Regions from separate parts of the Zea mays genome. Here region 2 is linked to region 1. Evidence: chromatin contacts called from public Hi-C data. All regions are on one chromosome and are shown on one strand. The core of a region is the stretch at or near the end of the contact, and the rest is flanking DNA. Distances in the headings are between cores, read along the strand shown.

Region 1 (7,427 bases), core at 857-3,356:
CTCAAAGCAGATCAGTGTTTTAAAGACGTCGCCTAGGCGTCTAGACGTTCAAACAATCCGAGGCGCCTTGCTCGCCTAGGCGCTGCCTAGGCATCTAGGTGGTGGACAATTTCTTGTCTCACCATACCGCCTTAAGAACTATGGTAAAGATTGTCTAATATGAAGAAAAAGATTGTTTTGATTTTTAAACTCACCCATCCAAAAGAATATGGCAAGTTATTTCCAGTCCCCAGCGGAACTGTAGCTACAGGAGGTGGATGTCCTAACTTAAGATCAGATACAACTCCAAGCAACCAACCTGCCGTTCCATCACCTCCAGCAACCTAATTGGATTTACATGATAAAACAGAGGCATGTTAGGACTATTCAAATAAACAAACATACAAATTAATGGTAGAAACATTAGCAGGAGGTCTTGGAATATGAAATTGCCAGATTGCACTCACTATTAGCCTTAGTCTCCTATAGACTTCAGAAGCAAGAGTGTCACCACCGTGCTTGAGCCTTTCCAGGTTGCTGTATAGTCTGTGCAAGACATTGTCTGGAGCTTCATCAAGCAGATCAAATACCTGAATTTTATATAATTACATTGTTAGGCCTAGCCACAAAACCATAACTTAATTTCACTGCAGAAAAATATGATAGGTCAATGTGATACCAAACAAGTATATTTGCAAAAAAAAAGACGGTATCTACCTGGGCATGGTTGAGAAGCTTACGGTATGTGACAATCAACTCACGTCCCAGTTGACCTCCACTTTTTGTGTTGACAAAAACAATCACCGGACAAGTAGGTATCTGAGATGCATGCTCCACTGGAGACTCTGGCACGAAAATATAGGTTGGGATATAGAACTCTTTCACCATGTTATTTTTCTCAACATCGTTCTCCATTTAAGCCTGCAACCTGCATCATTAATGCTAATGTTAGTTAGATGGTTATACACTGTAAGGCTAGACATTCTATGTTCTTTCACTGGCAAAGGGCAAACGCAGCACAGCACAGCATTTATTTATTTTTTGGCAAAGGGTGTGACTGTGACTCCATTCCATTCCATTCCAAGTGAAACGGCTTCAAATGGGATCATAACCAAAACTAGGTGAAGCTGCTTTAGAAAGAGGCTTGCTCATGACGCCCATCCCTTCTTCAAGTCCACGGAAACAGATGTCAGTCGCTATCGGTGTGACATAAGGCCTACTACTCGTACCAATTATGTAAAACAGAATTAGTGCCGCTGTTCGCTTGCCAACAAATCACCTCACCTGCCAGCATCCTAGAACAATCTAAAACAGGTAGCCGTTACTTTTACCCTTTTCTTAAGGATAAGTCTGACGGCGAATCGTTTGTTTTGAGACAAGGACCGAATAATTTGAAACCAAACCATTCAAAGTGATCAAACTGAAGTCACCAACCAATCGAGTTAAATTCAGGAATCAGACCTAGACGCACCGATCGTGGCGACCTAGAAACTAATAACTGATCAAAATAGATGGTAGATATACAGAGCACAGGTGGAGAAACACAACCAACGCCAGCACCAGGAACCCGAAACGAACCGTGACGAGATCGTGACGCTCGGAGCGCTAGAGCTAGTGAAAATGCACGCCACACAGCTAGAACCAAATCATTGTAGAAGAACGCGGCGGAAACCCCAAGCCCTTACAGGCCGACCAGAAGCGCTCCAATCCGCAGAGCTATTCTCGAGTTTAAACAACAACAGGGGGGGATTTTTTTTTGGAAGAAGTGCGCAAATCTCCCCCGCTCGTAATTATCGCATAAACCAGGATTCGAAACCTCATGAGAGCAATAATAAGAGAGATTAAAAGCAGAGGAATAGCTTAGGGATCGCTCGCACGCACGCACGCTCGCGCACCTGGAAAGGACGATGTGGGGGGGAGAATCCGAATCGCTTGTGGGCGGGTGGCGCAATGGCCGAAAAGGAGAGCGCCGCTTTGGGGGGGTCGGTCGAGGAGGCGAGCCGCGAGCGGAGGAAAGGAATTGGAACGGGAGGGGGAGGGATTCCCTCGCCTCTCTCACCTGCGCGTTTTGGGTGTCCTTGTGTGCTGAGCAGAGCTCGAGGAGGGAGGGAGGGAGGGTTGCAGGTTGGGAAAAAAACAGCCGGTGGCACGGCCAGCTTATAAGCGGCTGCCACCCAGGCGCGGGCTTCGGCACTTGTTCCACGTGCGGCGCCGACGCGTGGCTTCTACTCCCGGCCCAGTCTGCCGGTGGGCCCAACAGAATGATGTAGGTGCGGTGCGGGACCGTTGGAACCTGGTCGGTTACTTTTACCTGGTGGCTGCCTTTCTACGTTGGGCTGGTTCGATTCGCGCCGCCCGCGGAGTAGTTCGCTTGTTTGTCCTTGAGCCTTGGCTGGAGCCGACGGGACAAACCACCCGCCGTGCGGGCTTGTCCGGTGTCCGCCTCTCTCTCTCTCTCTCTCCGAAGTCCGCGACACACACTTGAGCAACAGCTGCAGCGGGCTCCTCGCCTCGTACGCCGTTTCTTTTTCGGCGATCACGGTGCAGTCGTGGGCGCGTCGTTGCTCGGGCCGGGACAGGTCAAACCAGAGTAGCAGTGTCCAGGAATCTTGACAGGCGATTTGCCTTGGATCCTGCAATTGGGTGTCTATTCGTTTCTAGATTCCCAGCGACTCCGTGTACTAGAGGTCACATGTCCGTTAGTCAAATGAAATTGAGTGGTTTGCCCACTCCGTGCGTAGAAAATCACCGTGGCCGACACAACTGATGTCACTTTCCTCTCGAGCTGGCTGCGCCGCTGCATGTATTTGCATGCGCATGGTACGAGGTTGTCTTCACACTTTAGCACTATTCACGGAGTAAAGTTTAACATAGGAGATATAATAAGAGATTGGATGGGTAAGTTGCTAGAACACCGCTTAAGCACCCAACGACTGCCGCTACCTTTTACCATGCATGGACGCCATATATAAACAAGCAACCACAGTGTGTGGTAATAGACTCGTGGGTGTCCTGTGTCCATTATGCCGAAAATTAGCCACGAGCAGAAGACCTTGGGGGGACATTAGTGGTGGCCTCAATTCTCAAAAGAGACATTATTCCTGACGAGATAGCAGCGCACCGAATTTGTGCTGGAGGCGCCCTTGTTTACAAGCAAGGAGAGATTCCTGACGACGACGTGGCGGAAGCATCTCCTCTTCTCTTTCCCGTGCACCGTGCTGACATAGAAAGGGACGATCGGAATGTTCACCAAATCAATGCAAAGATGATAGCCATCGCATGCGTTAAGCTGAAAGGTGGTGGTGGCGGTGCCGAAAGTTTTTTGCCCACGGTGTGGAGCCGTCGCCATGGATTGCTGTGCGGCGGATGCCCGGCTGCCGGGTCATGTATCCGAGAGATAGATGCGGCGGTTCACGCACGACAGCCTACGATGAGTTGTACATTGTCGACGACGGTTCGACTGTTTGTCTTTGCTGCAATTCGGTTTCTCTAGGACATGTTTAGTTTCTCCTAAGCATAAATATAGTACACACTTTCCCTCCTATAATTCTATAAATCTCTCTATTCGCTCCTACAAACGGTATAAACGGCAATGGTAAATATTAAGGTTAATGAAGCTGCTAGCAAGCGTCTCGTTATTGATGGACATATGACATATCACCTACTAAATCTAAACACGTGCACCTATGCTAAGTTAGGAGATCTGAATCTAGACGGTCGATTTTCACTACAAAGAATCTACCTATTATTCAAACAAGGTCAGCTTTCACCACAGTCCACACTGCCTTAAGATTGTGGAATAGCTTTACAATCTTTAGTTCACACAAAAAAGATTACCTGTGGAGGCAGCTTTCACGGTTTACATGCATGCTCACTATTATGATTTCGCAATCCCAAAATCTAGCCCTTGTATAATCATCACCCGAACACTGCCTACCCTTTACAGTATCTGCCTGATCTCATGGTTCTGTTTTGCTGATTTATGAATGTACAGTATGCGCTAAATTTAACCCACTTACTCAAAAGTTGCCAACAACCCAAGGTTTTGGGCTGGTTGGGCAGCTTATTTGGAAGTCTCATTTGGACCGACTGTAATGGCCCTATTCCAGGACTAAGGCCCCACACATATCAGGCCCACATAAGTCATTTAGAATTCTGGATAGGGCTAGGTATTCGGTCTATTAGGGTAATTCTATTTGGGTTTTTAAAGTTTCGAATTTTGAAAAATGAGAATCGAAGTTTTCAAAATAATCTTAGGAATTGAACCCGAGCAGACCGACAATACCAGTTCGCCGAATAGACTAGTAGTGAGACTACTGTCTTTTGTTATAATATAGAGAGAATAAATAATTAAATAGAAGTATTATTATTACAACAAGTGACTATAAAAATTTTATATATATATATACACACACAAACACACTACCATTAAGATGATATCATAATTTTTACTTGATAAATTCGTAAATCACTCATAAATCACATAACAATATCATCACATACTAAGAGTTTTTTTAAAAAAAATTTGGGTTATTCGGTCTACTCGGGTTTCTAACTCATACCCCAAAATATAGCATATGTAGGAACTGAACCAGAAAACCTAAATAGACTAGGTTCAGTTTGGATTCAGATTCGGTCTTTGGTTTTAAAATGCCCACCGCTAATTCTGGATATGTCATGCTTGGGTGGTTTTTGTTGATGATAAAATTGTTCCAATTTAGAAGCATGTGCCACCGTGGCATTACCGGCCAGGCCGGTCATCAAACTTGCCAAGCCAGGTTTACAAAGTTGTTCAGGTCTCCATCAGAGGTTGGCCTTACTGACTTCCTCTGTTAGGCCAGCTATAGTAGTTGGCTTTCCTGTGAAACCCAGTCTAATCGACTTTAGTGGTCGGCTAGGTCAGGGTTTATTGTTTTTCAAAACGGATTCATTTCTAAGTTGGTTTTTGAAATTGAAAATTTATCGGTCATCACTATGATAAGAGTTTAGTTCGAGTCTGAGCTGATGTCAAAGTGGAGTTCGATGACACAAGATCAAACCAACCTAGATTCGCCGAGGTGTAGATTGGATCTTATAAAGCTTGAACGGAGGACATTAGAGCCACCGAAAGATCCGGGACAAATCCAAAATTCATGATTTTATTGGCGATGAATATCAGTGTGCGAAAGATGACTGCTTCTGCTGGTGCAAAACTCATGGTTGCCATCAACTTTCTGGTGATCATCGCGACTTCCCCTATCTGGGGTGCTGAAGATTATTCATTAGTTAATTTATATGACAGGTCACATAATCAAGAACTAAAGGTAAATACATGAGACACACAAAGATTTATATAAGTTTAGGCTCTCAGAATAAGATAATAACCTATATCCTATATATTTATGGCGGTATCTATTACCTATATAATGTGATCGGATGATCTATCCTTGTAGCTACCCGACCCTCATTTTATAGCCAAAATGCCAAATACATTCAACACACAAAACATAAGCATAGACAATCCGTTTACAAGTTGCTAGTGACATTTTATTGCAGGAGCATGTTCACAATGGCAGCACTAGCAGGACATCAGTCCCAATTCATACTCATTTAGGAAAGATGGCTGCTGCAGCTTAAGCAACCAATATGTGCACATTAGGTTTCACTTTTCACTCAGCAAAAAACACAAGGGTAGAAACGAGGAAACACAAGGCAGCTGTAGCTTGCTACACCCTAATAGCCAAAGTATCATCAGTCTCTATTCCTGCTGCAGCTACATCTGGCTGCAGCCGATCGGCGTGACGCTCTACAATGTGAACGGAAGTGTATTTTTTATGACATTCAGGCATCAGTATTTCAGTGAATTTATCATCAAATTATTGAACGCGTCCAATATTTCAGATGTAATTGTTAAAAAAAATGATGTTTCGACTAAGGCCTAAGGGCATCATCAGCGGTAGACTGAATCATTGACGTAATAATACGCTTGGGTTTAAGTGAAATTGACCTGCTCAGCGACGATAGGTGTTGTCCAGAACTCCAAATAGAGCACATCAATAATGGTATCCCCGCCGAGCTCGTCCAGTAAAGCCTGCTTCGCCCGCCGCGCTTTATCGCTCCCGAGCTCCCACCGGAAGCACCCCGTGTACAGCATGCACCCGAGGTCTCCGAGGAAGAGGTACATGAGCGATCCTGCGTGGAGGGACGCGCCGGCCACGGAAACCAGCCGAAAATCAGTAGTTCCGCGCCAGTCGTGTAGAGAAAAGAAAAGAGTGAAGCGAGCGAATCAGGAGGGGTGACGTATGGTGCGAGCGGGCGGAGGGATGCCTCGATTCCCGGGAAGGCGGGAAGCGGATGGGGAGGAGGGAGGAGGCGCACCGTGGTCGGCGAGCAGTAGAGCGAGCCATAGGCCCATGGCGCCACCCGCCCGCCAATCCGAGACCACGCCGCCACGGTGTGGTCCTGGTGGAGGTGCGTCAGGAAATAGGCTTGGCTGCCGCCGGAGAACTTGACCACCGGTACCATGCCCTCCTCCATGGCTCGCCGCCTTTGCTGGAAGCCTCTCCAGCTCTCCTCAGTCCTCACCTCGTCGTCTCCTCGCTTCCCTCAGGTGTTCCTGCGCTGCGGGCCTGGGTAAAGTGGCACGTGCGCGAGGCGCGCCAAATCGAAAATTTCACTGCTGACGTGTACTCACCCTTCTGCCCTTCAAACACAACTCGCATTTTAAGAGTTCACTAATCTCAAATTTGACTATATATACACATACACTAATATTTATAGTATCAAATTAAAATGTATTTATAATAAACATATTTAGATATGCATACTGTTTTTTTTTATAAATTCAGCTAAATCTAAAATCAATTAACTCCTGGCTGTGCACTCATTTTACAAAGGGGGAGTACTGATCTATAGATATGTGTGGTTTAATTTTTGGCTCTGGCTTTTGCCCCTTAAAGACCAAAAATCAAAGTAAAAGACTGGATTCAGAAAACAATTTTTTAGTGGCTTTTAATGATTCTAAAGAACGGTTTTTAGTAGTATATATACAGAACAACTTTCTTGTAGTATATATTCGGAAGAACTTTTAGTAGTTTTTAATGGTTCTACAGAACGGTTTTTAGTTTTTTAACACCTCATAGCCCACAGTTTTTTTTTCACAACTCACTCACGGCAGCTTTTTTTCACGGCCAAATCCCAACCAAACCAAACCGACCCTAGAAGCGGCTTGCAAATCATGAGTAAGGTTGAAGAGCATTGCAATATGGATATGACATTTGTTTTTGACAAATTTATTTCTAAAAATTCTTCAGATACCAGTCTTACAAAATACAAATATAGAGCATGCAAACATAGATAGGGCTAGTTTGAAAACACCGTTTTCCCAAAGGATTCCAATTTTCCCAAGAGAAAATGAAAATCCCATAGAAAAATAAGATTTTCAAACTAGCTCTAAACAATTGTTTTAT
Region 2 (7,095 bases), core at 3,102-5,601, 260 kb before region 1:
ATGAGTCGTACACAAATCTGATAGTTGAGGATAAGAGAGCACTGGTTCGATCCTGAAAGAATTTTGAGTCTACTGTTACCATTTTGTGCTGGGACAAAAAATACTGCTGCATGGCCTTTTCGAATGTTTCACAAGCCTTGGTGTATTTAATGGTGCTATATCAAACTGTTTCGTATGTTCAATAACAGGTTTTGTGTTACTTTTAACGGTCACCTGGTAGTGCTGTTAAACTTTAGGTTTGCTAAGTATGCTGTAGCAACTACATTTTTTACTATTATCTCTGTATATGGCTACAAATCACTCATATTATTTAATGTCTAACTACATTTCCAAAAAAATTTCTGTACAGTGGGATTTTGCCGGCTATTGATATCATAGGCAGGAGTGCTATTGTGGGGGTAAGTCTAAACTGCTTAACGTACTAGGGGTTTGATTCGACTTAATTTGGATCATCATATGAAGCTATACATACCAGTAAATTATGATTAATATATGAGGGATTCCTCTTAGAAAGAGGGAACGTGGAACTTATTCACTTTCCTCGATCCAGAAATGTTCGTTCCGTTCCGGGAACACGGGAACAATCTTGTCCTCATAGTGTTGAAATCTTGTTTTAAGTACCGTACCATGTTCCCGTTCCTCAACCCCATCGATTTGGGAAACTGGTTACTAAGGGATCCCTAGCTAAACATGATCCAACTTTTATCTGTGATGGACCTCTTGCATGTTGCACCAGTCTAGGCCTGGCAGTACCTGATGCTATGTTTTTTTTCGGTTGGTTGATCGAATATATTGGGTTATTCTTGAATAAGTGAATTCACATATTTCCTGGTAACTGCTCACTCATTTACACTATCTTTCCACATTTTTGTTTGCCAGATATTTTACTTCATTGGATTTGGAATGTTCTGCCTTGAATCACTGCTCAGCATCGTTGTCATTCAGGTGGGTATCATGTTTTTACCTTTTGCTGTCCCTAGAATTCTGATGTGTAGGGATATTCATTAGCAACATGGTGTTTCTGTCTCATGCATCATAATCTCTCTTTAAGTTTCAATTATTCTAGAAGAGAGCTGTTTTGAGATATTATTGTTCTGAACTTGTTTCAGCAAGTATACATGTACTTCCGTGGAAGTGGAAAAGCTGCAGAGATGAAGCGAGAGGCGGCCCGTGGTGCTATGAGGAATGCCTTTTGATAGAGCGACCTAGGCGACTGGAAGAGACACGGTGTGACAATGGGTAACTACGTTATGTACATATGCTGTTCGTCTCTGAGATTACTTATACTAGCTTATAGCCTTCTTGCCTTCATGCAATGTATACCACCTACCACCGGAGCTTGATCTCTTACCTAGGTTCAGATGTGCTTATAGGTAACTAGTTTTTTTTATACATTTCCTACATGATTTGTACTCTTAACTCGCGAGACAATTGTTGTTGTTCTTTGGATCTCGAGTGATTCTTTGCACGGCCTGAAACCACTTGGTCTTGAACTTTGTCAGATTCTTGCTGAAGTGGATATTCAGGTCATCTTTTTTTTTCTGTCTTTGCTTACTATCTCTTTCTATCAAGGTTTGGTTCAGATATGGTGTTAGGCAACAGAAATTCTAGTAACAGCAGAAACATGAGAAGATATTGATGGCTGTGCTGAAGCTGAAGTTACGTTTATTATCATCCCGTGCAAACCATCCGCACGTAATTATTGCATAACACTAGGAGCTAGGGCTAGATTAGGAACTGTTACTGTAGCAAATAGATGATAAGACTCCTTAGGGAATGCAATCGAGGCTCCTGCCTAATAAACAAATGAAGTGGGAAAATAATCTATTTGCCGCTCATGGCAGTCTGCGCTTGTTGCACCTTGGCCCCAAAACCGCACTTCCTTGTGAGGAGGCTCCAGGACCGCCGGGGCTTCCCGAGCCGCCGGATCTCCTGCTTCATGCTCTTGCACTCCTTCTCCAGGTCCGACACCCGCGCTTTCACGTCGGTGATGGTCTCCTTCCCATCGGGTGCGTCGCCCTCTACGTCACTGTCGGCGTCTGCTTGCGGGCAGCCTGCGATGGCCGCGGTGCCCTTGGGGACGATGGCGCCGCCGGCGTGTGGGCGCGCGCCGTCGCCCCCTGCCGCGTTGTCTGACACGAAGAACCACCCGGCTATGGACGTTCGCAGGCGGAGCTGCTCGAAGAAGAGCACCTGCACCACCACCCGAAGCGGCAGCCGCTCGTTCTGCGCCGCGTGCGTGCACGCCTCCAGCGACAGCTTCTGGCAGTTCAGCAGCCGGCACAGCTGCTCCCTCTCCGATTCTGACAGCCACGGGTGCGACTGCAATACATACAGGTGCATGGCATGGCGACAAGATCACGAAGGGAAACGTGAATGCCCACGGTTCGCGATGTGTACCTTGAGGTATATATCGATGGCGCGGTAGATGCCGTCGTCGACGGGGCGCGCGTAGTCGGGCACCACGGCCGCGAGCGCCTGGAACTTGGGCAGCTTCAGGTTGGTGTCCGGCGCCACCTCCGCGAGGAAACCGTCCATGAGCTTGGCCACCATGGTGATCGGCGACAGCGACGACGACGGCGTCGCGCCTTGGGGTATCCCGAGGCTGCCGCCACCCTCCTCTGCCAGCGCCGGCGACGTGTACCCGGTCCCGATCCCGTCCGTGGACGACATGAAGTAGTCCAGGATCCGCTGCACGCAGTCGATGTCATAGAGCGTCTCGACGTGGTAGCCGAGGTTGGGCACGAGCAGGTCGTCCAGCGACGCGTCCTCCAGCTGCGCGCCGATCCGCCGCTCCAGATTCTCCCGGCACAGTGGGCTGGCGTGGAGGAGCATCGCCGTGCGCAGCATTCCCAGCAGGAACTTGGTGGAGGCCACGCCCTTCTTGGTCGGCAGCAGCGCCACGATCTCCTCCAGGAAGTACCTCTGGTCGCCCTCCGACGGAGCGGACACGCTGGCGGCGCGCGGGGTGATGTTGCGGCTGCTCATGCCACCGCCGGCGCCGCCGCTGCCGTCGGCGCCGTAGCTGGCCAGCGCGTTGCTGAAGCTGGTGTTGCGCTTCAGCCCCGGGAGGAACCGCCCGGCGTAGAACATGATGGCGCCGGCGATGCTCTCGTCGCGCATGCCCTTGGCCTCCATCGCCTGGATGAGGCGCTTGAACATGGGCAGGCTGAGGAAGGACACGTCCTCGTACCACCAGTCCATCCCGGCCGCCGCCGCCGCCGCGGCGGCGGAGGACGTCGTGTCGCCCGACCGGATGCCGTTCCAGAGCGCGTCCTTGTCGACGCTGGCGTTCCTGACCACTGGCGCGGCAGCGTCGGAGCCGCAGGCCTTGGAGGCCAGCGCCGTGATGCAGCGCGAGACGAGGTGCAGGTCCTCGGCAGTGGGGAGCACGCCCTCGCAGGTCTCGAGCGCCTTGATGGAGTCCTTCCAGTTGGCGAGCACGTCGACGAGGAAGCACTCGGCCTGCGTGATGAGGTTGCCCTCGGCGTAGTCGTCCGTCATGCGCAGGTACTCGGCGGCGCAGCGGAGGCACACCACGTTGAGCGCGTTGAGCTCGATCTTGACGTCGTAGCAGAACTTGGCCGCCAGCTCGAAGGCCTTGGCGCCTCCGGGGATGTCGTCCAGCTGCAGCGTGCACATGCCGCCGCCATCCGCCGGAGCCTGGTACTCGCTGATCATCCGCTGCAGCACGCCGCTCCGGCTCAGCAGCGGGAACTGCGCGCGTACCCAAGAGAGGCGCGGCGGTTCACTTCAGATTCGGAGCAAGCCGAGATCAGCACTCGAGAACAATGCGGCACTAACCTTGTGGAGGTAAAAGGACATCTCTCCGACTTCGACAACTACATCACTCTCGAGCTCGGTCGTGCATCTCCTGGGAAGATAATGAGATCAAGGTGAAAGTGTGAAATTTTGGAACACCAAGGACTCCTTTGGATTGGAGAGAAAAAAAACTATTTTTCAAAGGAGTACTGTGACATCTGCAGTAAAATTCGCTTTTGGACCGAATGGCAAGAAGGACAGACATGCTATTACAATAATTTAGGGTTTACTGTGCCAAAGAGACCGGCATATTTCTCGTAGAAATCCGGCTTAATATATTACATAGTATCCCAGTAATTTGAAAGAAGGCAGAACGTATCGTGAATCATCAACACACAAGCGAAAGAAATCGAGATAACCATGTGAGGTCTTGGAGGACGAAAATCTCCGGCTTGGAACCCAGCTTCATGGTGGCCATTATTGGCCTCCTGCTGCGCCAGTTCGTTATTCCAGTCGACGACTCCGGAACGACGATCTACCAGCCGGCCGGGGCCAAGCAGGATGATGGAGTGGTATCCACTGATCTATGCTTGCGTTTTTTTTGGGAAATGGAAGGCCAGGAAAGATGGTGGCCAAGTATTTATGGGTGGGACGTGGGAGTGGGAGAGATCAGAGATGGAAGGAATTCGATGTGCTCATGCAGACAATGGCGAGAGAGCACGCGGCCAGTCAAAGCTAGGCCCGGGTCCAAGGGAGCTGGGAGCGGGCACTGCTATCGTTCGGTGAAATTTTAGGCTGTGTCCATCCAGTGCCACCAGAAATATTTATTCATGGGAGCAGCTAACTGACAGCTGGGGCCTCCTCCCACTTGTTGATGCGTCCGGACCGGCCTGCCAGTGCTGGACCCTGTGTTTTATTCGGCTCCTGCCCCACTAGTCAGACGCTCATCGGTCCTCGGTAGCAGCAGGCGTCCCCGTGGTCATTTTGACAGGCGATCGACGGAGACCGGGAGAGGTGATGGATGGCCATGCATGCATCTCGCAGGAACACTGCCTGGTTAGTGGTCGCTGTCGGCCCTTGCACCACCTGGCCAGCAAGATCCACTTCTCAGGGGGTTGTCTGTTCGACCATCAGCTACTAATACTGTAGTAGATCTATCCGTTTACGCGCGCACCTGCGGAAATACACTCTGTAATCGAGTCTGAAGCAGGGTTCTACGGCGGCCAAAAACCGATCAGCACCGATAACCAGTTTAGGGCTTGTTCGGTTATTTTCAATCCATATGGATTGGAGAGGATTGATACGGATTGGAAGAGATTTTTACTTAGGGCTTGTTCGGTTAGCTCCCAATCCATGTGGATTAAGTGGGATTGGGTGGGTTTAAATCCCAAGCAAGTCAAATTTCTTCACAAGTTTTTCCAATCCCGTCCAATCCATTGTTAATGGGATTAACCGAACAAGGCCTTACTAGGGATTGAAACCCCCTCAATCCCTCTCAATCCATATGGATTGGGATAGAACAGAACAAGCCCAGTCACGTTCGTTTTCTCTCCAATTCATGTAGGGGCTTGTTTGTCTTGGTCAATGTATGTGGATTGAGTGAGTTTAAATCTCAAACAAGTTAAAATCTTTCATCATTTTTTCAATCTCATCTAATCCACATGGGATAGAAATAAATGAACAAGGCCTAAATTGAAGGGGATTGGATGGGTTTAATCCATAGCAAGTCAAAATCTCTACTATTTTTTTTCAATCTCATCAAATCCATATGATATAGGAATGATCAAACAAGACTTTATCGTGATTAATCGGGATAAACCGGTAGAAAAGGACCAAATACAAATCCAAACCAGCTTTTGATTTTCATCGGTTCGGGAACGGTTTATCGGCCGATACGACTGATTAATTGGTCATCATTTTGATAAACCAGTAGCAATGCATGAGAAACCAAACCTTTTTTTGGCAAATAGAGCACATTTAGGTCACAAAATTTTTAAAAAGGGCCTAAATGTTATCACAAGTACAATAACAACATTTAGCGGTTCAAAATGCATTACATGATACAGTTGCATGGTTCATATACATTGCATGCCACAGTTTCATACTTCACAAATACTACCGAAGATACAATACAACCTCCGATGAAGATCATTCCCACATTTGTGCATTCTACTGATCATATGTCATATTATACTCCTCCGATGAGAGCAACATAATACATTGCTCACGCATCAACTGTAACTTGTTCTTCGCCCAAGTCTGCCCAGTCCACGTAGAAGTGTACTCCACGAGTCCACCAACATTTGGTAGTACTCAGGCTCCTCCTATTGGTACACCCACATCATCGGTTGCCGAGTCACTTCACCGACCGGATAATTCACATACGGAAGGAGTGAAGATGAACCTTGTCTTTCATTGCTAGAATCGGGGGTCCAATACAATTGTTGTAGGTCGTGGTGTCCCATCCCGTGAACGTGGTCCTACACTCCCTAGGTGTGTCGTGATCTTGGTTTTATGTAGCATCTTCTCCTTCTAAGAAGGTGTTCTCCCAATTCCCAAACATGGCACGAATACCTGAGAGCACCTAGAGGGGGGGTGAATAGGTGATCCTGTAAAACTTGAACTTAATGCCACAAACACTTGGTTAAACGTTAGCACAGTATTGCCAAGTGGCTGGAGAGGAGTCTCAACAAAACACAATAACCACAAGAGATCAATCACAGAGATGGCACAGTGGTTTATCCCGTGGTTCGGCCAAGACCAACGCTTGCCTACTCCACGTTGTGGCGTCCCAACGGACGAGGGTTGCACTCAACCCTTCTCAAGTGGTCCAAAGACCCACTTGAATACCACGGTGTTTGCTTTTCTTTTCTATATCCCGTTTGCGAGGAATCTCCACAACTTGGAGTCTCTCGCCCTTACAAAGATGTTCACAAAGAACCACGGAGTAAGGGAGGGATTAGCAACTCACACAAGACACAAAGATCACAGCAAGTACGCACACACAAGACCCAGACTTAAGCTCAAAAGACTAGCACACTAGAACGGAGCTCAAAGCACTAGAATGTCGAACAAGTGCGCAAGAATGAAGTGTGAGTGATCAAGAGTGCTCAAGGAATGCTTGGTGTCCTCCTCCATGCGCCTAGGGGTCCCTTTTATAGCCCCAAGGCAGCTAGGAGCCGTTGAGAGCAATCCAGGAAGGCAATTCTTGCCTTCTGTCGCCTGGCGCACCGAACAGTCCGGTGCACAACCGGACACTGTCCGGTGCGGATTTCCTTCCTTATTTGGCGAAGCCGACCGTTGGCAGCCTTGGAGTCGTTGGCGCACCGGACA

Evidence for each region. Hi-C and Micro-C count contacts between places; a contact is called where the count stands out from the background.
Region 2: a contact with region 1 is called in a Hi-C map of tassel, with 2.3 times the contacts expected there. The contact joins the promoter of LOC100191918 here to the promoter of LOC100384658 in region 1. A contact is called at or near these places in 2 of 25 Hi-C or Micro-C datasets (leaf and tassel).

The regions. Positions count from the first base shown.
Region 1 is chr3:195,842,803-195,850,229 of Zm-B73-REFERENCE-NAM-5.0, reverse strand. It overlaps LOC100384658 (Diacylglycerol kinase 5), which reads right to left and starts at 2,106. Exons shown (of 13, transcript NM_001322277.1): 1 at 1,875-2,106; 2 at 697-907; 3 at 447-569; 4 at 195-323. The coding sequence starts at 894. LOC100192770 reads right to left here. Exons shown (of 2, transcript NM_001137966.1): 2 at 7,244-7,427. It also overlaps the pseudogene LOC103651138.
Region 2 is chr3:196,108,189-196,115,283 of Zm-B73-REFERENCE-NAM-5.0, reverse strand. LOC100191918 reads right to left here and starts at 4,351. Exons shown (of 4, transcript NM_001137342.1): 1 at 4,182-4,351; 2 at 3,805-3,874; 3 at 2,401-3,717; 4 at 1,650-2,322. The coding sequence starts at 4,240. The coding sequence ends at 1,825. It overlaps LOC100282807, which reads left to right. Exons shown (of 12, transcript NM_001367093.1): 10 at 350-398; 11 at 880-945; 12 at 1,110-1,478. The coding sequence ends at 1,196.